Linked DNA regions of Sus scrofa: region 1 is linked to region 2. Evidence: chromatin contacts called from public HiChIP or PLAC-seq data. All regions are on one chromosome and are shown on one strand. Each heading gives the region's core, a stretch centred on a gene start, on an enhancer-like site or on the middle of the called end of the contact. The rest is flanking DNA. Distances are from core to core; before and after follow the strand shown.

What was found. HiChIP or PLAC-seq counts read pairs in DNA pulled down with a chosen protein or histone mark.
Region 1: an H3K27ac HiChIP or PLAC-seq map of skeletal muscle shows a contact between it and region 2. The contact joins two enhancer-like sites. A contact is called at or near these places in 4 of 47 Hi-C or Micro-C datasets (adipocytes, brain, embryonic fibroblasts and 1 more) and 1 of 2 datasets of contacts at active chromatin or transcription factors (skeletal muscle).

Annotation. Positions count from the first base shown.
Region 1 is chr1:11,530,580-11,533,662 of Sscrofa11.1, forward strand. No RefSeq gene overlaps it. Among named protein-coding and RNA genes, the nearest start is that of TFB1M, 34 kb to the right of the region's middle. Within about 2 kb of position 1,437, at least 25 of the 83 cell types and tissues checked have an H3K27ac peak or open chromatin away from gene starts, as enhancers often do. A contact at or near this core is called in skeletal muscle, where this site is marked.
Region 2 is chr1:11,399,611-11,402,476 of Sscrofa11.1, forward strand. No RefSeq gene overlaps it. Among named protein-coding and RNA genes, the nearest start is that of NOX3, 43 kb to the right of the region's middle. Within about 2 kb of position 1,296, at least 31 of the 83 cell types and tissues checked have an H3K27ac peak or open chromatin away from gene starts, as enhancers often do. A contact at or near this core is called in skeletal muscle, where this site is marked.

The sequences.
Region 1 (3,083 bases), core at 187-2,686, 130 kb after region 2:
TAAGCAAAGAACCTCTCTCATTTGGCTTTGGAAGAAGACAGGGGGAAAAAAAACCCAGAAATAAAATATCAAAGATTTATGACCATAAACAGTGTACCGCTGTGAAATGGAACACTGTCAAACAGATTAATTAGTTAACATTTGGAAAGTGCATTGAAGATGAAAATTGCCAAATAAAGGCTTTGTATATGGAACCAGTTTGTCATTTGTTGTAACTGGATGGGCATAAGAAGCAAATCCACTGATAGTTGAGACAACTACTCTGCCCAAGATTGGCTATAGAAGGTTTTGGTCCTCAAAAGACTGAGCCCAGCATAGCCCTGCTTTAGGATTTTCAGTAAAGCATCTTTTTCTAAGCGCATCTGCAAGGATACAGCTATGGAGCTCACATCCCTGCAGTGCTCTGCTTTTGTTTGCCAGTTCCCTGGACTCTCAGCCCTGAAGTCAGCTACAAGTCCCTTGTAGGAGGCCTCTTAAGGACCAGTGAAGACTTTAGAAATAGCTTCGTTAGAAGCTTCCAACCCAAACTTAGATTTTGCTAAAATGGAGTTTTAGCCAACATTCCCTGGATGGATGGTATTCCATTCTTCTACAATATTGAGATTTTGAGCTATCCAGATACTCTTGAAACCCAGTAGGTTAAAGGTCAGTGCTCCGTACTGGGAACTAACTCCAGCTTGTGTTGTCAGGATAGATATTCTTCCTGGAAGCAGGGGTCAGTGCAGAGAGAATCCTGAATCAGAAATCATCTGCACTAGATAGCTAATGGCATGTGAAATCAAATTCTTTCAGTATGATTTGTCTCTGGAAAAAAAAAATAGATTCTATCTGTTTGATGTAATTTTATCTGTCTACTTATATAGGATTTTTGTTGTGACTAATATTTGTTTTAATTTACTTAAATTTTAAGATCCCTCCTACTTCCAGAAAGAACTGAGACAGCTTATAGATTGAAACAAAGTACAAAAAAACCCTAAAGTATGTGGGGAGAAAATAGGACAAATAATGCATTCCTGTGTGGAATTCTTAAGATACAGTGTACATACTTTAGTGAAAAATGTATTGGAACTGAAGTTAAAAAATCCTGGGCTCGAGCCATAACTCTGTCCCTAATGAACTGTGTGGCCTTATGCAGTCCTTATTCCATTGGCAAAATAAAGTCTCTGGAAGTCTTTCAGCATGATCTTTTTGAGTGTTTAAAGAATAACATTCCAGCATTAGTATGTCAGACAGAATGGAGGGGTGAGGTCATAGCAACTGGGAGGTCCACATAGAAATGGGACAGAAAAGGAAGAAAAAAAACTTTTCAAAGAAAATTTGGCAGAACCTGGAAATTGAACAAGATGACTGAGCTTTCATGGCTGAGAGTGAGATATCACTGTGAACAGAAACAGGAACAATGTCTCTAGGAGAGGAAGTGAGGCCAGGACTGAGGAGAGTGAGCTCAGCCCTGTCACGTGGTGTTCATGATGTCTGGTGAGTATGGTGGAGCTGCACCCAAGGCAGGAGACAGACCCCGAGGTTGTTAGTATTTCAGTCGAGGAGCAGCTGAGGACAGGGAGGGAGGACGCAGCGGAGGGCTGAGTCTGGAGTTAACCCGGTTACTCTTTACGGAGCACCTGTTGCTGTCATTACATAGCTTTACTTTTTGCTCTTCTCCGCCTCCAGTCCCATCCAAGGGTTCTCCAAGGGAAGGCCTGCTGGAGAGGACGATGGGAGATGAGCAGATGAGCTTCTGGTCGGTGGACATCTGGCCCAGTTGGCAGACTTGCATTTCTCTAGCTTTCTTTCTCTTTTTATTGCATGGACCCACTTAGCTGAAGTTCCTCTTCTGAACACATGTTGATCCCCGACCCCTGGGGTTTTCTGAACTACGAAGGAAGACACAGTGTGTCTCATCCAACAGCGTTTCCTGTTCATTTTCCCAATCCTCCCCCACCCCGAGTCCATTCCAAGTTTCTGGGCTTCCGGGAGTCATCTTTTATGCTGTGCCCACCGCCCACTGTCTCCAGAAACTCGGCAGGTTAGTTATGAGTTTGTTATGATCTCTTTCCTGCCCAATCCCCATGATCTCTTCCCCTTTGTTACTCCTCGGAGGCAGGTAGATACGGGGTTTCCACTGGATGGTATTTACTGCCACCCAGGTAATAAATTGCAGAACAATGTATTAAACTACCATCAGAAAAGAAACACTTTTTTTTTTTTTTGGCTTTTTAGGGCCGCACCCACAGTATATGAACGTTCCCAGGCTAGGGGTCAAATCAGAGCTACAGCTGCGATCTACACCACAGCTCACAGCAATGCCAGATCCTTAACCCACTGAGCGAGGCCAGGCAACCTCATGGTTCCTATTTGGATTTGTTTCCACTGTGCCACAACAGGAACTCCAAGAAACACATTTTTATTTTCTGTCTTTCCCCTCCTAATCTCAGCATCAAACATACCATATTTAGTGAAAAAGATAAATGTAATTCATGTTAAAATAATGAGTGTCTCTGAATATAAAGTGGATATCTTTTTTGGTACAACACACATATATGTAACGTATATACTAATATATTATTATTATATAAATAGTCCATAATATATAAATAATATCTATAATATGTATAATAATATATAAAAACTCCAGTATCTTCCAGCATGGTATCCTGGAATGTAGATGTCTTAGTGATGGTAAAACTTGATGTCATTCAAATCCAAAACATTTTTTCAATAAGTTAAAAATTATATTATAAATGTAGTTGTTGCTAACATTTGGTAAACCAGCCTTTCTAATGATATTCACTTATGATTCAAATAGGCAGTGATAAGACCAGATATAGGAAGAAAAAGTGTGTGGTATTAAAGAAAGGGGCACCTAAGGAAATAAATTTGACACAACTGTGGCTTTCTTGGAGAGCTGTTAGTGGTAGAACCTTACTCCTTGTAGCTCTCTGGTCCGCCCTCCATGGCTGTGACTGTTCATGAACTGAGGTCAGGCTCAGACTGAAATGAGTGAAAGCTCAGGGCAGCTGGAGAACAGAACAGCCTCGGCGGAATGGTTCTTCCATCTGCACACTCAGAGAGCAAAGTCAGATGTT
Region 2 (2,866 bases), core at 46-2,545:
TTCGGATGGCAGTCAAGAGTTATTGCGTCTCTCCAATTCATCACTTAGCGAAGATGTATAAAGCATAGTGAGTTATTTTAGCCACCTTTTTCAGGCTTAAGTCCTTAATGTGATCTCTTTATCGTCCCTGGCACTCTTCTAGCAAAAGCGCTCAAAGTTGAGAGGGATTTCGAAGATCACCTTGGTCCAGCCACCTAATTGACATCTAAATCCCATTCATCCAGCAGACCAATATAAAGAACCCCAAATAACTACTCAGCCTGCAGGTAACCCAATACCTTGTGAAGCAACCCTTTCTTTGAACAGTGGCGAGAGATGTATTTTTGTGTGCGTTTTTGTTCTAGTGGGAGAAAACTCTATGGTTTCCAACTATTGCTCCATGCTCTGAGTACCAAACAGAAATCTACTCTTTACATATGCAGCCAGTCAAATATTGAAAACAGCTTTCAAGCTCACTGAATATCCCCAAGAGTCTAGCTAAATTCTGGTAATGAGGGCATACAAGGGTTTAATTATGGAGTAAGCAATTTGTTTACCAACATACTCATCAACTTGACTTGAAAACACAAAGAAAGCATCCAGGTGCTATTTATTTCCTGAATTTCCACCCTCTCTATGCCTTCTCTTGGTCAGTGTCTTCTCCTCCCAGGAGATCCCTTACTTTACATCTTCCCCCCTCATTTACCTAAGTTTTCCTTAAGTCCCTTTCCTTAAGGCGATTAGTTAAAAAAAAATCCAACATGTGGGAGTTCTCTCATGGCTTAGCAGGTTAAGGATTTGGCTTTGTTACTGTTGTTGCTCAGGTTGCAGCTGTGATGCAGGTTTAATCGCTGGCCTGGGAACTACTTCTGCATGTCATGGGCACATCCAAAAAAAAACAAGAAACAACAACAAAAAAAGGTGGATTTGGACTAATAAGTGAATATGACAGAATGACTTAGCCTTTTCTGATAACATCATTTTATTTTAAGAGAGATCATCAATATTTGACACGCGTAAGTACAAGATATTGCAAACATCAGACGACCTAGTAGTTTGAAAGGAGTGAGGCCTTGAGCTCTGGGAAGTAATTTTGATCCTTTTAAAAGTAAACTTTGTTTGTCTAGCCTAGGGCTCGGTACTGGAGAATAAGAGTCATGTGTTTCAGATTCTAGAATAAACCTCCAGTTCAATGTGGAAAGAATTACTTGTTATTTGTTTTGGGAGATGACTCAACACTTCTGGCATAAGCTGCAAATCAGCTCAGCTGAATTGTGTTTGCATCTGAGAAGTAAGAAGCTTAGCATAAGCATTCTCCTGTGATTACTCATATATGCAAGGGAAGAAAAGTCTTGACTAAACCTTTACCCTCATTTCTAGAAATCCCTTCATTCTGTGGACAGAGAGGCCCGTTGGCTCAGCTGTCTCTCTATCAAGACAGAACTCCGACACCTTCTCTGACTGATAAAAGGTTAAAACTCCCCCAGGAAGGAGGTGCCACGCTGACCTTTGCCAGTGAGGCGCTTAAGTAAGCCTGTCTGCCTACCCCTTCCCCCGACTCCAAACCCTCTGAGTTGCCCCGCTTTGTTTTGTTTTTTCTATCCCTCCCACAAAGGCATTTTTTTTTCACTCATCTGGCCCTGCCAGATTCACCTCTGCCAGGCCAGCTCTGACCTCAAAGAACTCCAGAGCTTCCAGTGGCTTCCAGAATAAAAGCCAAACTCTAAGCAGGCATTCCAGATTTTTCATGAGTCCACTTACTCCTGCCTTTCTGGGCTCACCTGCCACATTCCATTCATAAATCCTCTGACACCAGCAGAGCTAACCAGCATGCCTCTCTCCCAAATGCACAGACCAGCTTTTGAGGTCCTTTTTGCCTGGAATGCCCTCTGCTACTTGTTTCCGAAGGGATATGTTCTCTGGCCCTTCAGAGTCTAACACGAATGCTGCCATCACAGGTTCTTTGCTCATAACACTTCCTTCCAAACTCTCAAGGAATTGGCTTTATTACTATTGTGTGGTATTTACATAACCTAACTTGCACTGTTCTATCATCTTCCTATCTGACTGTAATAAAGTCTTACACCAGAACCCAGTACAGTGTTGGAATCCAGTTTGTGCTCAATAAGTGCTTATCACACGGCATCAAGCTTAAGCCAGTAATGAGTTTACTCATAAATTCATAAACGAGTTAACTCATAAAGTCAAGTTCCAATGAGAAGAAAATTAAGAAAGAATAGATACATAAATGGTACATAAACATGTTCATTTTGGGCTCAGGACAAGCTGTTAGAATACTGACCATGGGCATTTGATCCAAGGAATTTTTGTCATCTTTTGATCACAAAATGAGTCTGTTGTTATTTATATGTTTTGCCATTAGAAGAAAGTGAACAAAAGCCCACCACTTGCTCTTACCAAGTTTTAGTCCTGATAAACCACCCTGGAAACCCGTTTGCGTTTCACTCATTGCTGGCTCCCTCGCAACCTTGTACTTCTCTGTTGCTCTTGCCTTGCTCCCGTTTCTGTGTTGTCCTCTTTAAGTCCTTGGCATTGCTGCAGAGCATCGTTATGTCTTGTAATCAATGACAAAAATGGAACACTTCAATTTCCCACCAACATAACTATGGGTTATCCTCCACTGCCAGTAACTCTGGAAAGGACCAAACAACCCAAAGGAAACATCAAAGTGCCACTTCCTGAAATAATTCCATTTTCTTCGATGGCTTCTCAAAAGTGACAGCAGAAGCAGAAGAAGCAAGGTGCAGCTTCCAGAAGCTAATGATAGTGCCGCCATCCAGGACTGCAATAATTGAGTTTTAATGTCCTGAGCTGTTGCTTGTCATAAATCCTCTATATGTAAAACTCCAGCCTCTGCTAGGCAAGA